Regions from separate parts of the Sus scrofa genome. Here regions 1 and 3 are each linked to region 2. A link is a contact called in public HiChIP or PLAC-seq data. All regions are on one chromosome and are shown on one strand. The core of a region is the stretch at or near the end of the contact, and the rest is flanking DNA. Distances in the headings are between cores, read along the strand shown.

Region 1 (4,146 bases), core at 1,382-3,881, 66 kb before region 2:
TTTACCAGTTTGTTATAAATGGTACAACTCAGGAAGAGCCACATGGAAGAGAGGTGCACAGGCAAAGGGAGAGGGCAGTGCAGGGAACTTCAGCCCTCAGGGCCCGTACCCCCCATTCCTAGAGGGTGGTGGGTGGGGCTGAAAGTTCCAACCCTTCAGTCACTTTCTGGTGACCAGCCCCTGGCTGAGGAAGTCTAGGGGCCCCACCTTGAATCCCTTCAATAGCATAAACTCACTTGGGAAGTTCTCTGTTGACTGAAAAAAAATTCACAACCAAAAGGTTGTGAATTATGTTTTATTCAGCTAATGAAACTGAGAACTTAAGGAGTTCCCACTGAGGCGCAAGGGGATTGCTGGTATCTCTGGAGCACTGGGACACAGGTTCCATCCCCAGCCCAGCACAATGGGTTAAGGATCCCGGCATTGCTGCAGCTGCAGTGTGGGTTGCAACTGCGGCTCAGATCTGATCCCTGGAACTCCGTATGCTTTGGGGTGGCCAAAAAAACTGAGGACTTAAGCCCAGAAGACAAACTCTCACATAGCTCTGAGGGACTGCCCTGTAGAGGTAAGAGAGGTGCCAGGATAATGAGTTTTTGCAACAAAAACCAGGCAGTCAGAACATCAAAAGATGGTTGTTAATTAAAGTAAAACAGACATCTCAAGTTAACAAATTTAGCACTTTTCTATGTATGTGAAGATGCAAGAGTTGGGCTCATGGAAACCATTCCTTGGATGTGCACTTCTTTTATTTTTTTAGGGCCACACCCATGGCATATGGAAGTTCCCAGGCTAGGAGTCCAATTGGAGCTTCAGCTGCCAACCTATGTCACAGCCACAGCAATGCCAGAGAGCCTCATCTGCTACCTGCATAGTAGCTCACAGCAGCACTGGATCCTTAACCCACTGAGCAGGGCCAGGTACTGAATCCAAGTCCTCAAGGATACTGTAAATCAGGTTTATTACCGCTCAACCACAAGGGGAACTTCGTGGGATTATTTATTTATTTATCTATTTAGTCGACTTTTAAAAAAAATGCACAACTTGAAAGCTGAGAGTTAAGTTTTATTTGGGGCAAAATTAGCAGCCAAGCCAGGAAGACAGCATCTCAGGTAGCCCTGAGAAACCACTCCGAGGAGGAAAGGGAGGAGCTAGGATGTATCAGAGTTTTTGCAACAAAGGGCAGGTAGGAGGAACCGAAGAGGTCTGACTGAGCTCACTGAAATCATTCCTTTGATAGGCATCTCTGCTATCAAGGCCAGTATCCTAAGTTTTCAGAGCCTGCAGGACTCACCAGCTCTCACCCTTGGAGGTGACTGCATTCACAGATGACCTGACATTCTTTGCTTATCCTTGACTACAGCCTGGGTGGGCGGGGGTTCAGATAGCTCTGAAATTCCACCCCAAAGAGGAAAGGGGGAATAGCAGGATATGATGAAGGGGAGGGGGAGGTGCAGGCAGCACACACACATTTTACAGAAGTTAGTTGCTGATCTCCTGAAGGTCGCAAGGGGAAGACATCACTGTGAAGGATTTTAGTGTTTTTCTAGATATGAGGGGATGCAAGAATTGGGCACATAACATCTTCTAAAAATATCTGACGATCTGAAGACCTGTTCTTCCAGGTTTCCCAGAGCACAGAGTACCTCACTCCCGATTTTCACCCTGAGCTCTGCTCAGGGGTGCTGCGGGGTCGACAGCTGCAGTGGCTCATGATTGAATCCACATAGATGCTGAGGGCAAGTGCCAAACTTCAGGTCACAATTTATTTATGTATTTATTTTTTGGATGCACACTTTGGCTCTCTAGGGCTGGTTTGGAGTTCTTTGCCATCATCCTGAGTCCCCTCAGGGTGCACTGGTGCGGGGCAGCTGCAGTGGCTGATGGCTTGATGGCTGCAACGCCCTTTGTTTGCTGATGTGGCAGGTGGCATTCTTAGTCCACATCTCCCTTCTAAGAAAGAAAATTGAACATTAAGCTTTTAATGCAGCTGAATGGGAGCCATTGACAGTGTCTCTCCTCTCCCACCACCACTTACCCACTGCACCTCCAAGGTCTGGTTTTAAAAGCGCTTATTTTGATAATCAGGGAAAATACATGACACTTAGAAATCATGAATATAGCAAAATGGTGGCCTGGGCTTGTATGTGATGAGGTGAAGAGGGAGAGTACAGCAAAGCAGTGTTTCTGAAAGTATTCCTGAGGCTGGGAGCACATAGCCTTCCACCTGTAGGAGCACAGTCAGCAAAACACTGAAAATCTTCCCAAGGAAAGAGAAACCTTGAGAAGAGGGAAGAGGCTGCAGAAGCTTGTCCCTCTCCTGTTCGGTGTGGGACCTCCTTCAGCTGTAGTTAGGTGCTTGGCTGACCCTGTGTTTTCTTTTCTGAAGGCAGTGTGCCCTGGCAGCTCTCCGTGATGTTCGGCGGTTTCTTAGTGAGGAGGGGGGACATGTGGCGGTAAGTCTAACACCCTGGTGACGTGGGGGAGTGACATGTGGGAGCCCCACACACTTCTCCTCCTTCACTCATAGGGCATCTGGAGGGGAAGACAGGGTGTGCGTGGCCCTGGGTGCCCCTGGGAGGCAGGAGGCAGCTACTATGTAGGAGGAAGCCAGAGGCTGGATGTGGGCCAGGAATTTCCCTCTGGGCTTGTGGTTGTGTTTGACTCCGCAGGACTCCCCTCTGAATACTCATGTTGTGCTACTCCACAAGTCAGAGGTGTCATGTTCCCTTTAGCAAATGAGATTTCTCCTGGTGTGGGGAACATTCTGCCCTGCATTTGGTGGCTGGGATCAGGAAATCAGGTGAATGCCGGGTAAGGGGATTCCACCTCTGTGTTGGCTCCTCCAGTCAGATGGACAAGTGGGACAATGCTGAGCAAGGGTGTGTTGCGGGAAAGGGCCCTACCCCAACCTTATGCAGTCACACACAGGAGCTGTTTTTTCCTTCCTTTCTCTTCTTGGAGGCATGCGTCCTGGAGTTCTGCCATCTGCCCCCCCACCCCGTCCACCAGTCCCATCTAGATCAGTTCTCCTCTAGGTCTGTGGCACAGCTGTCACCCTGGGAATTTCCTTCTCCTCTGTCCTGAGTTGAAAGCCCTGCTCTTGCATCCCATGTCTTCCTTTTCCTTGGTTTACTGATTCATTTTGTTGGAGCATATTCTCCAGTAGCTTTCTGAGAAAAGTACTTGCGAAGTAAATTTTGTGAGACCTTGCATGTCTAGAAATGTCTTTTGACCCTCGCAGTTGATAAATGGTTATAGAATTCTGGGGAGGAAGAACATTTCCTTTAGAATTTCCATGACATTGCTCCATGGAATTGTGGCTTCTAGAGTGGCTTTGGGAAAGTCTGATGTCATTCTGGTTTGCTGATCCTCCTTAAAAGTTTCATTTTTTAGAGGGAACTGGGGGCTTCTCATGCCTTTTCCTCTTGTTACTGAACCAGAATTCATGTGCTTGATGCTCCATGAGGCCAAGCAATACTGAAACATCGGAGTTTGGAGGAGAGCAAGGTTTATTGCAAGGCCATATAAGGAGGGGGTGGCTGGTGCCCAGAAAGCCCCAAACTCCCCAAAAGGTTTCAACAAAGCCCCTGCCCCCCTTTCTTTTCTGCCATGCTTGTGGCATGTATGAGTTCCAGGCCAGGATTCAACCCTGTGCCATAGCAGCCACCCAAACTGCTACAGTGCCAGTACCACAAGGGAACTCCAGGAAAAAATTTTTATTTTATTTTATTTATTTTATTTTATTATTTTATTTTTTCTCTTTAGGGCCACACCTGCGGCGTATGGAAGTTTGCAGGCTAGGGGTGGAATTGGAGCTGTAGCTGCCAGCATACACCACAGCTTACAGCACTGCCAGATCCTTAACCCACTGAGTGGGGCTAGGGATTGAACCCTCGTCCTCATGGATACTAGTCGGATTTGTTGCCACTGAGGCACAACAGGAACTCCCAGAAAACATTTCTATTTTTTAATTTAATTTTTTTACTTTTTATTTTTATTTTTTGTATTTTTAGGGTTGCCCCCCGGCATATGGAGGTTCCCAGGCTAGGGGTCGAATTGGAGCTATAAGCGCTGGCCTACACCATAGCCACAGCAACACGGGATCTGAGCCACATCTGCAACCTACACCACAGCTCACAGCAATGC
Region 2 (4,317 bases), core at 1,574-4,073:
GGGGCTTGGGGCTTCTGTCCCCACCAAGGTTGGGGCTGGTGTTCCTGGCTTTGGCCAGGAGTACAGTGGCCTTGGCAGCAGATGGCCTTGGGTTGGTTCCAGTAGAGGCTGTGACCACGTACATCGGCTTGACGGTGCTGAAAGGCCTGGCATGAACATCTACCCACCGTAGCAAGGCCCGTGGCCTCCACTGACAGATGCTGAGCAGGGCTAGGACATCACCCTCAGCCGTGTGTGAGTCTGGTGGAGCCTGGCCATACAGGCGTGTATAGATGCTGCCCAGACTGTAGCTCTTCCTTGGGCCGTGCTCCGAGGAGCCGTCAGCTTGCTCCAGGGCCTTCAAGGCTGCAATACTATCCACACAGAAGGTGTCATCCAAAGCACTGGCAAGGCCCAGCATGGCCAGCTCTGCCTGGAGCAGGGGGAAGTCGTAGCGGTCACCGTTGTGTGCCACGAGGCACGAGGGCTGTGGCTGGCGCTGCAGGAAGGCTCGGAGGAGATTGGCCAGGTTGGCATCGAAGTACTGACGCCCATGTGCAGCCAGTACAGCTGTGCTCAGGCCAGTGATCTCGCTGGCTGCAGGGCTGCAGGCCTTCCCTGGAGCCACGCACAGGGAGAGCTTGTCCAGCACCCGAGGTGGCGGTGGCACCGTGGGAGAAGGCCCCTGTGGGATGGGAAGGCTCTCCAGGGCACATCTATGGACAGCTAGCAGGCATAGCTCCGTGACCTTGGGCTGGGAGAAGGGCAGGCCAGTGGCCTCCAGGTCCAAGAAGATGAGGGTCTGCACGGGAGCCTGGGGCAGGGCCTGCGAGCCCATGGTAGGTATCTGGCGCTGAGCCTGGGGAGGAGCATGGGGTGGGGGTGGGGAGGGTGAGTGCCCAGTGATAAGAGGAAAGGAGGGTAGGGGGTGGGTGGGCAGGAAGCCAGAGAAGGTGCGGTGGCTTCCTTTGTGGGATCAGCATACTCAGCTATCTGATCAGGGGAAGGTTTGGCTCCTCCCCTAGAACCCACTTAGCCTGGTGTGTGTGGGGGAGCAGGTACCCACAGCCCTCCCACCCTACCCCATCCCCTTGGGGGTCCTCACCGAACAGCAGGCAGGCAGCAATGACTCAGGGTGAATGCTCTCTGGCTGGTTCTTGCTGCTGGCAGCAGTGGCGGGAAGTGAAACTGGGCCTGAGCCCGCCCAGGAGCTGGTGTGAGCAAAGCCCGCCCCTGCTCGTCAGCCTGCTGGGCTGTCCCTCTTGCCAACACCCGTTCCCTCCCCAGGCACCCACAGTACTGCCTCAAAGGCCTTCTCAGATCTCTGTCTGGCACAGTGCACCAGGACCCCTGGACAGCAGGGGACAGGGCTATCCGGGAAGGCGAGCTCCAGGACTCAAGCCTGCCGGGAGCCCCTGCCATGGCGTTTGTACCCACCCCTTGGCCCCACTTTCCCAGGCCTCCCTGGTTTAGGCCTGGGCTGAAGGGCTGCCTCCTTCTCTGCCACACAATGGTTTCTAACCATGGCCTCAGCCCAATGCGATGACTCAGGGCAATTCCACAGGCAGGGCAGAGCAGGGCTGCTTCCTCAGAGCAGATTCATCACCAAGGGGCTGGATCTCAGCTCCCTCCAGGGACAGTAAGAAGGATCCCAGTTTCCTTGGATCCCGCTCCTACTCTGTCCCTCCCAATCAGCTGACACACATCAGACTCAGGAAACAAAGGCTGGTATGTTCTCAAACAGCCAGTCACTGCTTTTAATCAGTGGATGAGGTAAGGAAATGAGTGGCGCTGGTGCCACCATGTGGCTCGATGTTCACCCGGCCTCAGCCACAGTCCATCTCAGGGTCGTCCACATCGGGCTCTGTGGCGCAGAGGTCATCCAGGGCTGCCTCTGAGCCAAAAGAGAAGAAGGTTCTGTGGCCAAGGCCTAAAGGCGCTGGGACTGCAGCAAGTCCACCTCTCCTCCCACACCCAGGCCCACAGGAACTAACCAGTCCCTTCCATGCCCAGGCCTTGCTCCCTCAGCTACTGCAAGCAAAGTGATACAAAGGCAATTCAGACAGGGATGTTTCTGGAAAAACCGTGGTTCTGCCAGGCTGATTCAACAGATAGGAGCAAAAGGCAGGCTGATAATACTCAGAGAAGAACCGGAGCAGGAAGACAAGAATGGCCCCAGTGCTGGCAAAGGCCGTGAGCACGGAGGGCTGCTGACCTAAGGTGGGGAGGGCTGACCTGCCCATAGACTCCAGGGCAAACCCCAAACGTGGGCTGGGCAGGGAGGGGCCGTCTTGCCGGCTCACCTTCACAGTCTGTCACGTCAGGAAGCCCTCGAATCAGCAAGCTGACCCCTGGCATCACCTGGTCGTACTGATGCAGGACCTCCACGCAGTGCACAGTGAAGAGCTTGTCCTTCTGGGACAGGCTGTGCAGCAGCAGCACTGTGTCCCGCAGACACCGCACTGTCCGCTTCTGCTGGTCAGTCCTCGGGAGCGCCCCCGCCCTCTGCACCGTCAGCCACTGTCTGTGCAGCATCACGGTGAGTGCTCTGACCACCTGGGACAGGGGCAGGCTGAGGTCAGGCCTTCTGGTCGCTGTGCCCTAACAACCTGCTCAGCTGGGCAGCCCCTTTCCTTGCCCCCCAGGTGAGGAAGGTTCTGAGCGGTGCTCTAATCCTGGGGAAGAGCACAGATCCTTGCGCGGGGCCCCCTCACCCACCAACAGAGCCAACCGCTGTTGCCCCTGCTTGTCCCTGGCACTCACCTCCACGTTGCACTGACAGCTGGAGCCGGTAACTGGGGAAGAGGGGCTCTGGACACCAAGCTTAGCCAGGAGCCACACGGCCTAGAACAGGAAGAGATTCTGTTCCATCCATGGCAGAACAGGACCTTGGTCAGTGAGAGCTTTCTCAAGCTTCTCTAAGAGCTCCGGTTGTCTCAGCAACTGCTCCTCTGCACTAAGGATCCTAGAGGTGGTAGTATTGTGAGGCCTTCCCAGGAGAGGCTTGCCAACACCTGTGTCTCACCAGTGACCCACCTCGTTCCAGGCTACCTCCAGCCACCAGGCCCCCAAACCAGGGGAGCATCAGTTATCAGGCAACCCTGCTAAGTCCCAGGATCCCCAGAAGTCCGCCTGTACTGGATCTGTGTTGTATGGAGCTCCCCAAGTGAGTTTACCTTGTTAGTGGCTGAACTCATTACCAAAATGAATTAAAGCTCCCTTTGTTCCCAGAAGGAGGAAAAGTGGCTCTGGAGTGGGGTGGTGAGCAGGCCACAGAAGGGGCTCTAGTAGTTTTACCTCTTGTTCCAGCTGAAGCCACTGTGTCTCCGAGGCTGCTTTGTCAGGCCTTGACGTGATGTACATGTACAGGAGGAGGAGGAGGCAGCCTTCTGGAAAGGATGTCCCACCTGTCATTCAGGGTTCCCCTCCCTACCCAGCACCTGGGTACAAGCTGCAGAAGCCCTCAGGAGGCCCCTGACCTGTCCCTGCCACCACCCTTCACTGCAACTTGCAGGAGCAGCCTAGACGTACACCCCAGGCCTACTTTTACCTGAGTGGGAACAGAGCTGAGGGGCGAGCTTCTCATGGTCCGCCAGGAGGGACAGGAGCTCAACAGTCAGTAGCACACCAGGCAGGGGTGTCTCTGGGCGCAGGCACTGGGGCAGCACCCGGAACACGCACTGGAACCTGAAACGGGCCCAGAGAGATGTGACACCTCCGACCCACTCCCATAACTCACCCTCACTTTTTACTGGAGGTTAACAGGAACTTCCAAGAGGCCAGTGCAAAGAGAAAACTTGATTCAGAAAGATCTGGGTTCAAATGGCAGCCTACTTGCGGATACTCATTTTATGTGACCAAGTGGGTACCACCCTCCACTGCAGGACTGCTGTGGCTTGGAGATGACAGGTCCTTAGCTGACAGTGCTGTCCAGCATTTGTATTTCAGGATGCCTCCTTGGACCTGGGGTGCCTGGCCTCCATATTGCTCCTGGGAGGCTCTGCTCCCAAATAGGAGGCAGGTCTTAACTTGGGTGTGAGAGAAATGTCCTGGGATACCACCAAAGAATGAGCCAGGCTTCAGCAGTGATGGAGCCTTGGCTATGGCTGGATCTTATGAGGCTAGCCAACCCACCGCCTGGGAATGCAGCCCCACCCATTAGTAGACAGGCTGCCTAAAGACTTTCTGAGGAGTTCCCACTGTGGTGCAATGGGGTTGGTGGTGTCTCTCCAGTGCCAGGACACAGATTTGATCCCTGGCCCTGCACAGTGGGTTAAAGGATCCAGATTGCTGCAACTGCGGTATTGGTCACCACTGTTGCTCAGATCTGGTCCTTGG
Region 3 (4,093 bases), core at 914-3,413, 87 kb before region 2:
AAAGGATGGAGTCCCTGGTGTCCGAGGAGACAAAGGAGATGTTGGCTTCATGGGTCCCCGGGGCCTCAAGGTGGGCAAGGGCCTGTTTTTTTTCCCCCTAATCAGGAGGACCTGATGTTGGAGGGTGAGGTGTCTGGGGCCAGATACTGGGGTAGCCAAGGTTGAATTTGAGGTGTTAGGTCTAAGGTTGGAGTGTCAGAAGCTGGAGTACCTAAGGCCAGTTTGGAGAGTGGTTTCAGGGTCAAGATGTTATAGAGTGAGGTATCCAGAAGTCACTTTTTCACTTATTTTTTTCCCTCAGGGCGAACGGGGGGTTAAGGGAGCCTGTGGCCTCGATGGAGAGAAGGGAGATAAGGTACAGGGGTGATGAGGGGTTGGGGGGGGATGCAGGGGGCTACGGGTCCTGGAGCCTAAGGCTGACCCCTCCACTTGATGCCTGCAGGGAGAAGCTGGTCCCCCGGGCCGCCCAGGGCTAGCAGGACGCAAAGGAGAGTTGGTGAGTGTGGGGCACCCCCAGAATGAGGAGTGGATGGGTGATCCTGGGCCCAGCTAATGCCTTTTCTTCTCCAGGGGGAGCCAGGTATTCCAGGCCCGTCAGGAGCCCCTGGAAAGGAGGGCCTGATCGGCCCCAAGGTATAGGGTCTCCCCACAGTGGATATCGGGAGTTTGGGGTTGGGCAGGAAAGGGCACAGTAGAGTCGTGGAGGGTTGGGTCAGGGAAGTTTGTGAAAGGTTGGGACATTGAAGGGTGAAGTGGGCCTGCTCTTGGGGTTTCAAGGGGGTTGGGGACACAGTGGGGATTTAGGATTAAGGGATGGGAGGTGGAGCAGCACAGCCCTCAGAGCTAAGCGGTTATGGTGGATGGAAGTCAGTTGGGGAGGTTGGAGTGTCAGTGCAGGGGAAATAGGTAGTCAGGGCAAGGGTGTCACAGTGGGGTCGGGGTCACAGGGATCATGGCAGATTGAGGGTTCTGGGCTGGTAGAGTCACAGGTGCTTGAGGTTATAGCCATTGGGCCTGGAGGCTCAAGGGGGTTGAGCTGAAGGAGGCCAGGCTAGAGGGTTTCTCACGCTTCTTTCTGTTCCCAGGGTGACCGAGGCTTTGATGGGCAGCCAGGACCCAAGGGTGACCAGGGTGAGAAAGGGGAACGGGTAAGTTGAGACCCAGGTCAACTGAGGGGATTGCACTGTCTGGAAGTAGGTCCATCTTTGGATGCTCTGATCACTGACCCTGTCCTATCTCTTCCCAGGGGCCCCCAGGAACTGGGGGCTTCCCAGGTCCCAGGGGCAGTGATGGCTCTAGCGGGCCCCCTGGGCCACCTGGCAGTGTTGGTCCCAAAGGCCCTGAAGGACTTCAGGGCCAGAAGGTAAGAGGCCCTGACGTTGAATCCTGACGCCTGAACCACCCTAATCCTTCTAACCTCATTCACCTCTGCAACCCATCCCTCAATAGCCTTGCCCCAACTTCTTTTTTTTTTTTTTTGTCTTTTTGGGGATGCACCCTGGCATGTGGAGGTTCTCAGGCTAGGGGTCCAATTGGAGTTGTGGCTACCAGCCTACACCACAGCCACAGCAACACAGGATCCAAGCCACGTCTGTGACCTACACCACAGCTCACGGCAACGCCAGATCCTTAACCTACTAGGCGAGGCCAGGGATTGAACCCATGTCCTCATGGATGCTAGTTGGGTTCGTTAACTGCTGAGCCACGATGGGAACTCCTCCTTGCCCCAACTTTTGAACCTATGATCCCAACTTGTCCTACTTCTGACCCCCACTGCCTCTGACCTTGCTGCTGTGGTCCTTATGTTTGACAGGGTGAGCGAGGTCCCCCTGGAGAGAGTGTGGTGGGGGCCCCTGGGGCACCTGGAACCCCTGGAGAAAGAGGGGAGCAGGTGAGTTGGGATTCCTGGGCTTGGAGTCAAAGGTTGGGGTGACCTCTGGTTCCCTGAGATCAAAGGTACAGCCTGGCCTCATCCTTTACCCCATAGGGGCGGCCAGGCCCTGCAGGGCCCCGTGGTGAGAAAGGAGAAGCTGCGCTGACTGTGAGTGTGGGGTGGAGGGTTGGGTGGGGGCTCTGTCTCCTGTACCCAACACCATGACCCCTGGGCCCTGGACCCTGACTCAGCACTGTCTCTCCACTAACCCTGCATCATGTACCCTTTGTCCTTCTGTGATCCATGGCTTCTTCCTGACCCCTGTGGTCTTGGGCTCTTAGGAGGATGACATCCGGGGACTTGTGCGTCAGGAGATGAGTCAGCATTGCGGTGAGTGGGGCCCAATTCAGAGTGTCTTGGGTCCCATCCCTCCTCCATCCCCGCACCCCTAGACAGGGGCAGGCAACATCTGCAGAACTTCCGGGGTGGGGGTGGGGGGCAAGCTGTCAAGGAGATGGGTAGAGACAGATGGCTACCCAAAGGACCCAGGTGCTTCAGGGCAGACATGCTGCCAGGACCTCTCCAAGTGGAGCCACACGCAGAGGTGGAGGGACACGTAATATTCCTGGGTGCCCAGTATGCTCTGTGTGGAGGGGGTGGAGGTGTGAGCAGAGCTGGTTCTCAGGGCCTGACCTGGAGCTAGGGTGGGGGTGGGGGTCTCTGATGGCCCTGAGGGGCATCAAAGTGAAGTTCCTTCTCCTTCCCTCTCTGTCTGTGGCTGCTTTCGCTCATCTCCCTGCCCGGCCGCTCTTGACTTCCTGTCTCTCCCTCTCTCTCTTGCCCTCTGCTTCTCCCCTTCCTTTCTTTCTCTTTCTTTCTCTTTCTCTGCTTCTGCTTCCCTTCCTCTCTCCCCTGTCTGTCAATCTTTCCTGCTGTCCCCCTTATGGCTCTGCCCCATGTGCGTGTCTCTCCCCCTGCCTCTTTCCATCTTTGTCCTCTGCTTTCTGTCCCTGTCTCTCTCCCTGCTGCCTCTGCCCCTTCCAGCCTGCCAGGGTCAGTTTATTGCATCTGGATCACGTGAGTAGTTTTCCCATATTTTCTGCTCCTGGGACTTTCCTCAGCCCAGGCCCTGCTGTGCCCATCACCTGGGTCCTCTCAGCAGGGGCTTTGCTGGGGTGGCAACCATGCTGACCCCAGGGCCCTGTGCCCCTGCTCCTGGCTCCAGGACCCCTTCCGAGTTACGCTGCAGACACTGCTGGCCCCCAGCTCCACCGCGTGCCCGTGCTGCGTGTCTCTCATGCAGAGGAGGAAGGTGAGGGCAGCTGGAGCCATGGGGCACGTGTGGGGAAGGAAAGACATACGTGGGGCTGCTTATGTGTGCGGGGCCCCTGCCATGCCTGTGGGGTCCACGTGCAGAGGACACTGTTGTACACACACATAGGAGACCATGCTGCCCACCCACCCCAAGGGCCATGGTTGGGCAGCACGACCCCAACTCTGCAGTGGCCCCACTCACGACACACCCCACTGTGCGTGCAGGCCAGGTGCCCCCCGAGGACGACGAGTATGAATACTCAGAGTACTCCGTGGAGGAATACCAGAACCCTGAGGCTCCCTGGGATGGCGATGGTGAGACAGGGGTCTGGCCCAAGAGGGATTTGGGGAGGGGCAGGCAGAGCCCATCCCTGCTGACCTCTCTGACCCCTATTAGCCCCAGATCCCTGCTCACTTCCACTGGATGAGGGCTCCTGTACTGCCTACACCCTGCGCTGGTATCATCGGGCTGTGGCAGGTGGCACGGTGGCCTGTCATCCCTTTGTCTATGGTGGCTGTGGAGGGAATGCCAACCGTTTTGAGACCCGTGAGGCCTGTGAGAGCCGCTGCCCACCCCGGATGGCCCAGAGCCAGGGGACAGGTATGGGTCTACTCCCCACCCCATTAGGGGCTTACCCAGATCGCGGACAGGATAGAATCCTGGGTCAGCAGTTGCCTCAGACTGGGGGACCTGCGACAGTCCTCCAGACCAAGGAGATGAATGGAGAAGCCCAGCTCTGTGTGGAGTCCCCAGTATGGTCCCCCTCCCTTAAAGACTCACGTAGGGATCCCTCTGTGTGGGCAGAGCCCCACACCTGTGTTGCCCCCAGCTCTCACAGCGACCCCTTGCCCTCTGCTTCTCTGTGGCCCACGTGTTGGGAAAGGTCAGATGGCTGAAGCCCACCT

Evidence for each region. HiChIP or PLAC-seq counts read pairs in DNA pulled down with a chosen protein or histone mark.
Region 1: a contact with region 2 is called in an H3K27ac HiChIP or PLAC-seq map of skeletal muscle. The contact joins the enhancer-like site here to the promoter of TREX1 in region 2. A contact is called at or near these places in 2 of 5 promoter capture datasets (both in liver), 21 of 47 Hi-C or Micro-C datasets (alveolar macrophages, blood, brain and 12 more) and 2 of 2 datasets of contacts at active chromatin or transcription factors (alveolar macrophages and skeletal muscle).
Region 3: a contact with region 2 is called in an H3K27ac HiChIP or PLAC-seq map of alveolar macrophages. The contact joins the enhancer-like site here to the promoter of TREX1 in region 2. A contact is called at or near these places in 2 of 5 promoter capture datasets (both in liver), 21 of 47 Hi-C or Micro-C datasets (alveolar macrophages, blood, brain and 12 more) and 2 of 2 datasets of contacts at active chromatin or transcription factors (alveolar macrophages and skeletal muscle).

Annotation. Positions count from the first base shown.
Region 1 is chr13:31,242,001-31,246,146 of Sscrofa11.1, reverse strand. PFKFB4 (6-phosphofructo-2-kinase/fructose-2,6-bisphosphatase 4) reads left to right here. Exons shown (of 14, transcript XM_005669518.3): 4 at 2,387-2,453. Among named protein-coding and RNA genes, the nearest start is that of PFKFB4, 16 kb to the left of the region's middle. Within about 2 kb of position 2,631, at least 5 of the 83 cell types and tissues checked have an H3K27ac peak or open chromatin away from gene starts, as enhancers often do. A contact at or near this core is called in omental adipose tissue and skeletal muscle, where this site is marked.
Region 2 is chr13:31,176,110-31,180,426 of Sscrofa11.1, reverse strand. It overlaps TREX1 (three-prime repair exonuclease 1), which reads right to left and starts at 2,823. Exons shown (of 2, transcript XM_021070629.1): 1 at 2,743-2,823; 2 at 1-2,535. The coding sequence starts at 817. It overlaps ATRIP (ATR-interacting protein), which reads right to left. Exons shown (of 13, transcript XM_005669525.3): 9 at 3,530-3,666; 10 at 3,277-3,368; 11 at 2,743-2,823; 12 at 2,283-2,535; 13 at 1,711-1,873. The coding sequence ends at 1,806.
Region 3 is chr13:31,263,086-31,267,178 of Sscrofa11.1, reverse strand. COL7A1 (collagen alpha-1(VII) chain) reads left to right here. Exons shown (of 119, transcript XM_005669519.3): 106 at 1-70; 107 at 302-355; 108 at 443-496; 109 at 571-633; 110 at 1,086-1,148; 111 at 1,247-1,363; 112 at 1,814-1,891; 113 at 1,988-2,041; 114 at 2,215-2,263; 115 at 2,918-2,950; 116 at 3,099-3,185; 117 at 3,413-3,502; 118 at 3,585-3,788. Among named protein-coding and RNA genes, the nearest start is that of UCN2, 3.3 kb to the right of the region's middle. Within about 2 kb of position 2,163, at least 4 of the 83 cell types and tissues checked have an H3K27ac peak or open chromatin away from gene starts, as enhancers often do. A contact at or near this core is called in alveolar macrophages, where this site is marked.